Linked DNA regions of Salmo salar: region 2 is linked to region 1. A link is a contact called in public Hi-C data. All regions are on one chromosome and are shown on one strand. The core of a region is the stretch at or near the end of the contact, and the rest is flanking DNA. Distances in the headings are between cores, read along the strand shown.

What was found. A called contact is a pair of places that touch in the nucleus more often than the background predicts.
Region 2: a contact with region 1 is called in a Hi-C map of muscle, with 5 times the contacts expected there. The contact joins the promoter of rab3gap1 here to the promoter of LOC106586313 in region 1. A contact is called at or near these places in 2 of 3 Hi-C or Micro-C datasets (gill and muscle).

Annotation. Positions count from the first base shown.
Region 1 is chrssa25:19,088,785-19,091,980 of Ssal_v3.1, forward strand. LOC106586313 (UBX domain-containing protein 4) reads right to left here and starts at 1,668. Exons shown (of 13, transcript XM_045707428.1): 1 at 1,489-1,668; 2 at 845-947; 3 at 686-714. The coding sequence starts at 1,570.
Region 2 is chrssa25:19,292,116-19,295,311 of Ssal_v3.1, forward strand. It overlaps rab3gap1 (RAB3 GTPase activating protein subunit 1), which reads right to left and starts at 1,701. Exons shown (of 24, transcript XM_014173465.2): 1 at 1,608-1,701; 2 at 1,456-1,511. The coding sequence starts at 1,625. It overlaps LOC106586309 (FAST kinase domain-containing protein 3, mitochondrial), which reads left to right and starts at 2,178. Exons shown (of 6, transcript XM_014173463.2): 1 at 2,178-2,304; 2 at 2,546-3,196. The coding sequence starts at 2,586.

The DNA of each region.
Region 1 (3,196 bases), core at 418-2,917:
AAAATTGAATTTAATCAGAAGCCACTGACAGATTTCTGGATAGGGCTGCGCTCAGAGTTTCTTGCTTTGGCAAATCGCGCTGTTAAGACACTGATGCCCTCTGCAACCACGTACCTATGCGAGAGTGGATTCTGAGCCCTCACTAGCATGAAAACGAAATACAGGCACAGACCGTGTGGAAAATGATTTAAGACAGACTCTCTCCAATACAACCCAACATTGAAGAGTTATGTGAATCCTTTCAAGCACACCCTTCTCATTAACCTATGGTGAGTTATTCACAATTTCTTATGAACAAATAAGGTTTTATATGTAAGATGGCTAAATAAAAGAGCAAAATTATTGATTATATTATTATTTGTTCCCTGTCCTATAAGGGCTTTGTCGTCACTTCCCACGAGCCAGGTTGTGACAAAAAGTTACACTCATTCTTATGTTTAATAAATGTATTGTATAGTGTTTGTGTGTAGCAGGCTTACAATGATGGCAAAACACAACATTTGAGAGTGCGCTAACCCTGGTGCTAGAGGGGGTACGCAGCTGGAGGTCGAACGTTTGAAGGAATACGGACTATAAAAGGTTTGGGAACCACTGATCTAGAATATGTCTGAAAGACAAAGCTTTAGGGAAATCAAGCCTTAGGGACCACAAACACAACAAAGAACCCTTTGGAGAGGAAGGATACAGATTTGGGAGAACTGTGTGCATGTCTCACTGCAAGAAAAGAAAAACATTAAACATAAAATGCATCACATTTGTTAGTATTTCCATTTTGATAGTGCTGTACAGAAAGAGTGTACATCATATCCACACAAGTTTAGGAGGATTCCATTATAAAGGCTACCTCTTGGAATCAACCTTGATTGCAACACAGCAGTTACAGGAGGCCTCGGCCACTCTGTCGTCCTCCCAACTGGACATCATTTGTCCTGACACCTCATCGTCGCCTAGTAGAGAACAAGAATGTCAGCTTCAGAAGTGGTGAATCACTCGTCCTACGACACTCAATGCCCAGTTCCCACAATACAAGTCTGTGGTGTTGGTGTAGCGGACTAAACTCCACTCCATGGTGAAGGAAGGAGTTTAGTCCGCTAGTGTTGGTGGTGACAGTCGCCATCCAGAATAATTGCGACTCGTTAGCTTGCCCGTCAGCCAGTTAAATTGTCAACTAGCGATTAACACACTAACGTTAGTAGGAAGCTAGCCAAAGCTAACTATCTAAATCGCATTAACTAACGTTAGTTAGCTGCGATTTGACAACTGTCATTCCTTTTCGTTTTGACAAGTTAGTATTGGCTACATCGACACTTCGAGTTTCATGTAGCCATGAACTACACACACGTATTTAACTAGTTAAATAGCTGACTGACAATGACAGGGCTCGTTTGCTCTCCCGAGCTTGAGTTTTATTCGCTACTACGGCGAATCTTTCGACTGGTTAGCTTTGCTAGCATACACATCTGCGCAAGCTAATCTACAAAACAATACCTGTTATTACGACGACGAAGATGGAGCTTTGTTGTTTTGCGGAGATAATGGCTGCTGGAATAGAGCCTTCAAACCAAATCATTTTTAATAAAATGTGTTGGCTTTTCCTGTTTAATCGTTTCAATCCTGTAAATGCCTAGAACGTTCAATCTCGTCACAGGAACTAACGGAGAATGATGGAAGTTGTAGTCCATAGATACGTATGCTTGCTTATGGGACTTGAAGTCCGTTCATTATGTCACCAAATTAACATTAGATGGCGCTGTGGTACTGATGAAGTAATTGGTGCAGATAACTAACTGTCCCCCACGAAGAACTCTGACGTGGACTGGATCTCGCTCAGTCCGTTTGTACATAGTCACACGAGATCTCAGTCACCACAGGTACGATTTTGACGAAATGTTGGTGAGATCCGGCATTTACAAAATTAAAGACTATATATTATAGTGACAAGATAGTCACATGACCACTATAACAATGGAAATAAAGTGCCACAGTATGAGTCATAATACCCTTAAAACCTAGAGGTCAAACAGGGAAATGGTTCCAATCGTTTTCCACCATTCATTCTTCCCATAGGGGTTCTTAAATACACTTAAAATAAGGGCTGTGTTTTGTGTAGGCTTACCCTGGCGTGACGTTTTGATAACTGTGTAAATCTCTCTGACTTTTATCAATATATTCGCCTTTATTTGTGCTACAAAATGAAACGCTAATTAGCTGATAATGTGGCTATCCTAAAGAACTAGAAATGCCATGATAATCTGGACAAGACTGCCGAAACGAGGCAAAGGTAAGAATCTCTGAAATTAACTAATGTTAGATAAATGTAGTAATGAATAAATTGGCTACATCTCTTTAAATTGGCAATTCTGTGAACTGTCTTGTGCAAGTTTTAAATGGACACAATACCTGTTAGCAAAGGTGTCAATTAGAGATGATGCGCAGGAGCCTGCAGGGATTTGTATGATGTCTGTTTTGATGCCAATTAATATTTTCGAATCTGAGAGTAAATACAGCCGAATATATTGATGTCACCTTGTCCGACATAAATGTACATGGTTATCAAAACGTCACATCAGGGTAAGCCCACACGAAACACAGCCCTTATTTTAAGTGTTTCTAAAAAAAACCTATGGGAAGAATGAATGGTAGAAAACGATTGGAACCATTTCCCTGTTTGACCACTAGGTTTTATGACACCTCCACTGTGGGGCTCTATACATGTCATCAACGATGGAAGGCAGGCGGGAGGCGAGATCAGGTGGGACCATTCTAGCCCATGAGAGGGCAGATGCGTGTGTGAACATGCCATAGAGATAGATAGGACTAATTTTTGTATCTGTGCCAGTATCGCGTCTGTAACACATGGGCAGTGCCATTAAGGCTATCTCCATTTTAAAGTAGTACATTTTCTTCTTCATTGGCTGATTGCTCCCAACTTGTAGAAATCCCCATCGAGTAGACTACTTTAAAATGGTGGAAGCCCTCAATGGCATTGTCCATTTGGATTTGAAATCAAATATGAGGTTAAAGTGCAGACTGTCAGCTTTAATTTGAGGGTATTTCCATCCATATTGGGCAAACTGTTTAGAAATTACAGCACTTTTTGTACATAGTCCCCCACATTTTAGGGGAGCAAAAGTATTGGGACAAATTCATTTATGTGTATTTAAGTATTCAAAAGTTCGGTATTTGTTCCGGTAGC
Region 2 (3,196 bases), core at 451-2,950, 200 kb after region 1:
AATTAATCCCAAAGGTGTTCAATGGGTTGAGGTCAGGGCTCTGTGCAGGCCAGTCAAGTTCTTCCACACCGATCTCGACAAACCATTTCTGTATGGACCTCGTTTTATGCACGGGGGCATTGTCATGCTGAAACAGGAAAGGGCCTTCCCCAAACTGTTGCCACAAAGTTGGAAGCACAGAACCGTTTAGAATGTCATTGTATGCTGTAGCATTAATATTTCCATTCACTGGAACTAAGGGGCCTAGCCCGAATCATGAAAAACAGCCCCAGACCATTATTCCCCCGCCACCAAACTTTTGTTGGTTGGCACTATGCATTGGAGCAGGTAGCATTCTCCTGGCATCCGCCAAACCTAGATTCGTCCGTCGGACGGCCAGATGGTGAAGTGTGATTCATCACTCTAGAGAACGTGTTTCCACTGCTCCAGAGTCCAATGGTAGCGAGCTTTACACCACTCCAGCCGACGCTTGGCATTGAGCATGGTGATCTTAGGCTTGTGTGCGGCTGCTCGGCCATGGAAACTCAATTCATGAAGCTCCCGACTGACAGTTCTTGTGCTGACGTTGCTTCCAGAGGCAGTTTAGTGTTGCAACTGAGGACAGATGATTTTAACATGCTACGCGCTTCTGCGGTCCTGTTCTGTGAGATTGTATGGCCTACCACTTCGTGGCTGAGCAGTTGCTGCTCCTAGACATTTCCACTTCACAATAACAGCACTTACAGTTGACTGGGACAGCTCTAGGAGGGCAGAAATTTGATGAACTGACTTGTTGTAAAGGTGGCATCCTATAATGGAATGTCCCTGAGCTCTTCAGTACAGGCCATTCTACTGCCAATGTTTGTCTAGGGAGATTGCATGGCGTAGGGCTCAATGTTATACACCTGTCAGCAAAGGGTGTGGCTGAAATAACAGAATCCACTCATTTCAAGTGTGTCCACGTGTATGTAGGGCTCTGCTGAGCTGTCAACATTGGTAAGCACGGTTGCCATCTTTCGCAATCCTGATGTGACAGGACAGGTAGCTTATGGGTAAGCCACTAACAAAACCCTTACAAAAAATATTGCCGTTTTGAAACTGCAGTAAAAGTGAAGTAACTGCAGTCGACTGTGGTATTTTTGACACAGTAATTGCAGAATAACTGCAGTGTACTGCACTGTAACTGCAGTTGTACTGCAATATTTCTTCGTGAAGGAATGCAATGCAAACCAGCATAGCTAGCCGATTGAGCAAGTGATTGACAGCACAAGACAGGAGACGAGAACGTTGTCTGCCATATACTCAGCATATTATGCTAGCTATATGGAACAGGCGAACTATATTTGGCCAGCCATGAATAGCTTCTAATCCAATTCTTCCATCTAGTCTGAGTCTGATGATGATTCACAACTAATGTTACTGTTGTTGTTAGCTAAAGCTAATTTAGCTAGCCAGAGATCTCCAGTATCCACCTACCTCTCCCACTCCGACGCGGTGGTAAAATCCGTGATCTCGAAGACCTCCGACTCGGGCTGCAAAGGAAATAACGTTAACATCCAATATTTTCTAAACATTGTTAATATCATGCAATGTTTACTTTATAAACTGTACACCAGTACTGTACTCACGTCACTGTCAGCCGCCATTATGAATCCCTGTTTATGATTTTTGCCGTCCGTTGCATTATGGGATTCTTGTCGACGGAGTCTCTTCCGCAATTAATCAATGACGTCACCGGATTTGACACGTTTTACACCAAAAAAAGCTTTTGACACAAGGCTCGTGCTTTGAACCACTCGTAATGCAAATGGTCAATTTACCTTCATTCGAATCCTTTGTTTTAAATTCCTTTCTTTAATGCAGTTTAATTTGTTCATCTAGTAGTAACAGTAGTAGAAAAATATATCTTACTTTACAACTTAGTCTTGGAATTACTATCAGTCTGCATATTGTCAAACACTCAAATAAGATCAAATCAAATGTTATTTATCACATGCGCAGAATACAAGTGTAGCCCTTACAGAGAAATGCTTACTTACAAACCCTTAACCAACAATGCAGATACTTACAAGCCCTTAACCAGTTTTTGCAGATACAATTATTGCTTTGATACATATTGTAATATATTTGTTACTAAAGGTGATATGATGACATAATAATAAGCCAAATTGGAGACATGAAATGCCTTCATGGACACATGTTGCCAGCAGATGGCAGCAAATAGTGACACATGTGACATTACACAAGGTATTTACCGAACACACAACTCCAGTTCCGTAAGTGCCCGTGACTCGTCAGTTCTTCCAATTTATTCGAACCGAGGAGGTAAGCAATCTACACATTTAAAGAAAAAAATATTAACTGTGCTCAAAAGCTAATGATGATGTAAGGTAGGCAATGTCTTTTACTGTAATTTTCATTCGGCATTTTACCAAAAGTGAAAGAGTGCTGTGTGTTTTTGGTGCTAAAGAAGGTACTGTAACAAACTGGACTGCAATGTAATTAATGAAGTATAATAATGTTTCTGCATGCATAATAACACAATTTCATTTTCTTATTATTCTAGCTTCCACTGTAATTCAGAGGAAGATTACATCATTTCAATCATGAAGTCAGTTGTCAGCATTTCTTCCTCAGTTAGGGCTGTGTGTCAGTATTCTCCCAACTATTTCATGACTAGTAGTCGGGGATTAATACGTCACTCAAATTCATCTGGAAGAATATTGAAATCGGACGTTTCTTGTAAAACCAGAATGGCACAACCATGTGTAAAAAGTACTTTAGGCTGCTTCCATAACACACGTGAGATGGGGGCGGTGGCGCAACAGTTAAGTAACCTCCCATTTGCAGAAGAGAAAGACTACGAATTAAGGGTTCACCTGGAGAAAGACCTTTTGCCCAAAACAGCTGGACAGCCTTCCATTGACACCCAATTAGGAACCAGTGCTTCACCAACAAAACTAGGGCACTTAAAAGTGGTGCCACTTTCTGTCAAATCCCTTTTTGAGGTTGAGGTTTTACCTGAGTTGTTAACACGTTTGAAAGAAGCTCCCAGCAATGAGAAAACTGAGGGTCTGGCAACTTTACTGGGAGTATGTGTTGAGTTTGGTGTGGACTATCAAAGTTCAATTGTCTCCAGATTGAAAGAGGAGTGGAGGACACACCTCTCCAAAACAGACATTGGGGTCATTCACCTGTGCCATCTTGGAGAAGTAGC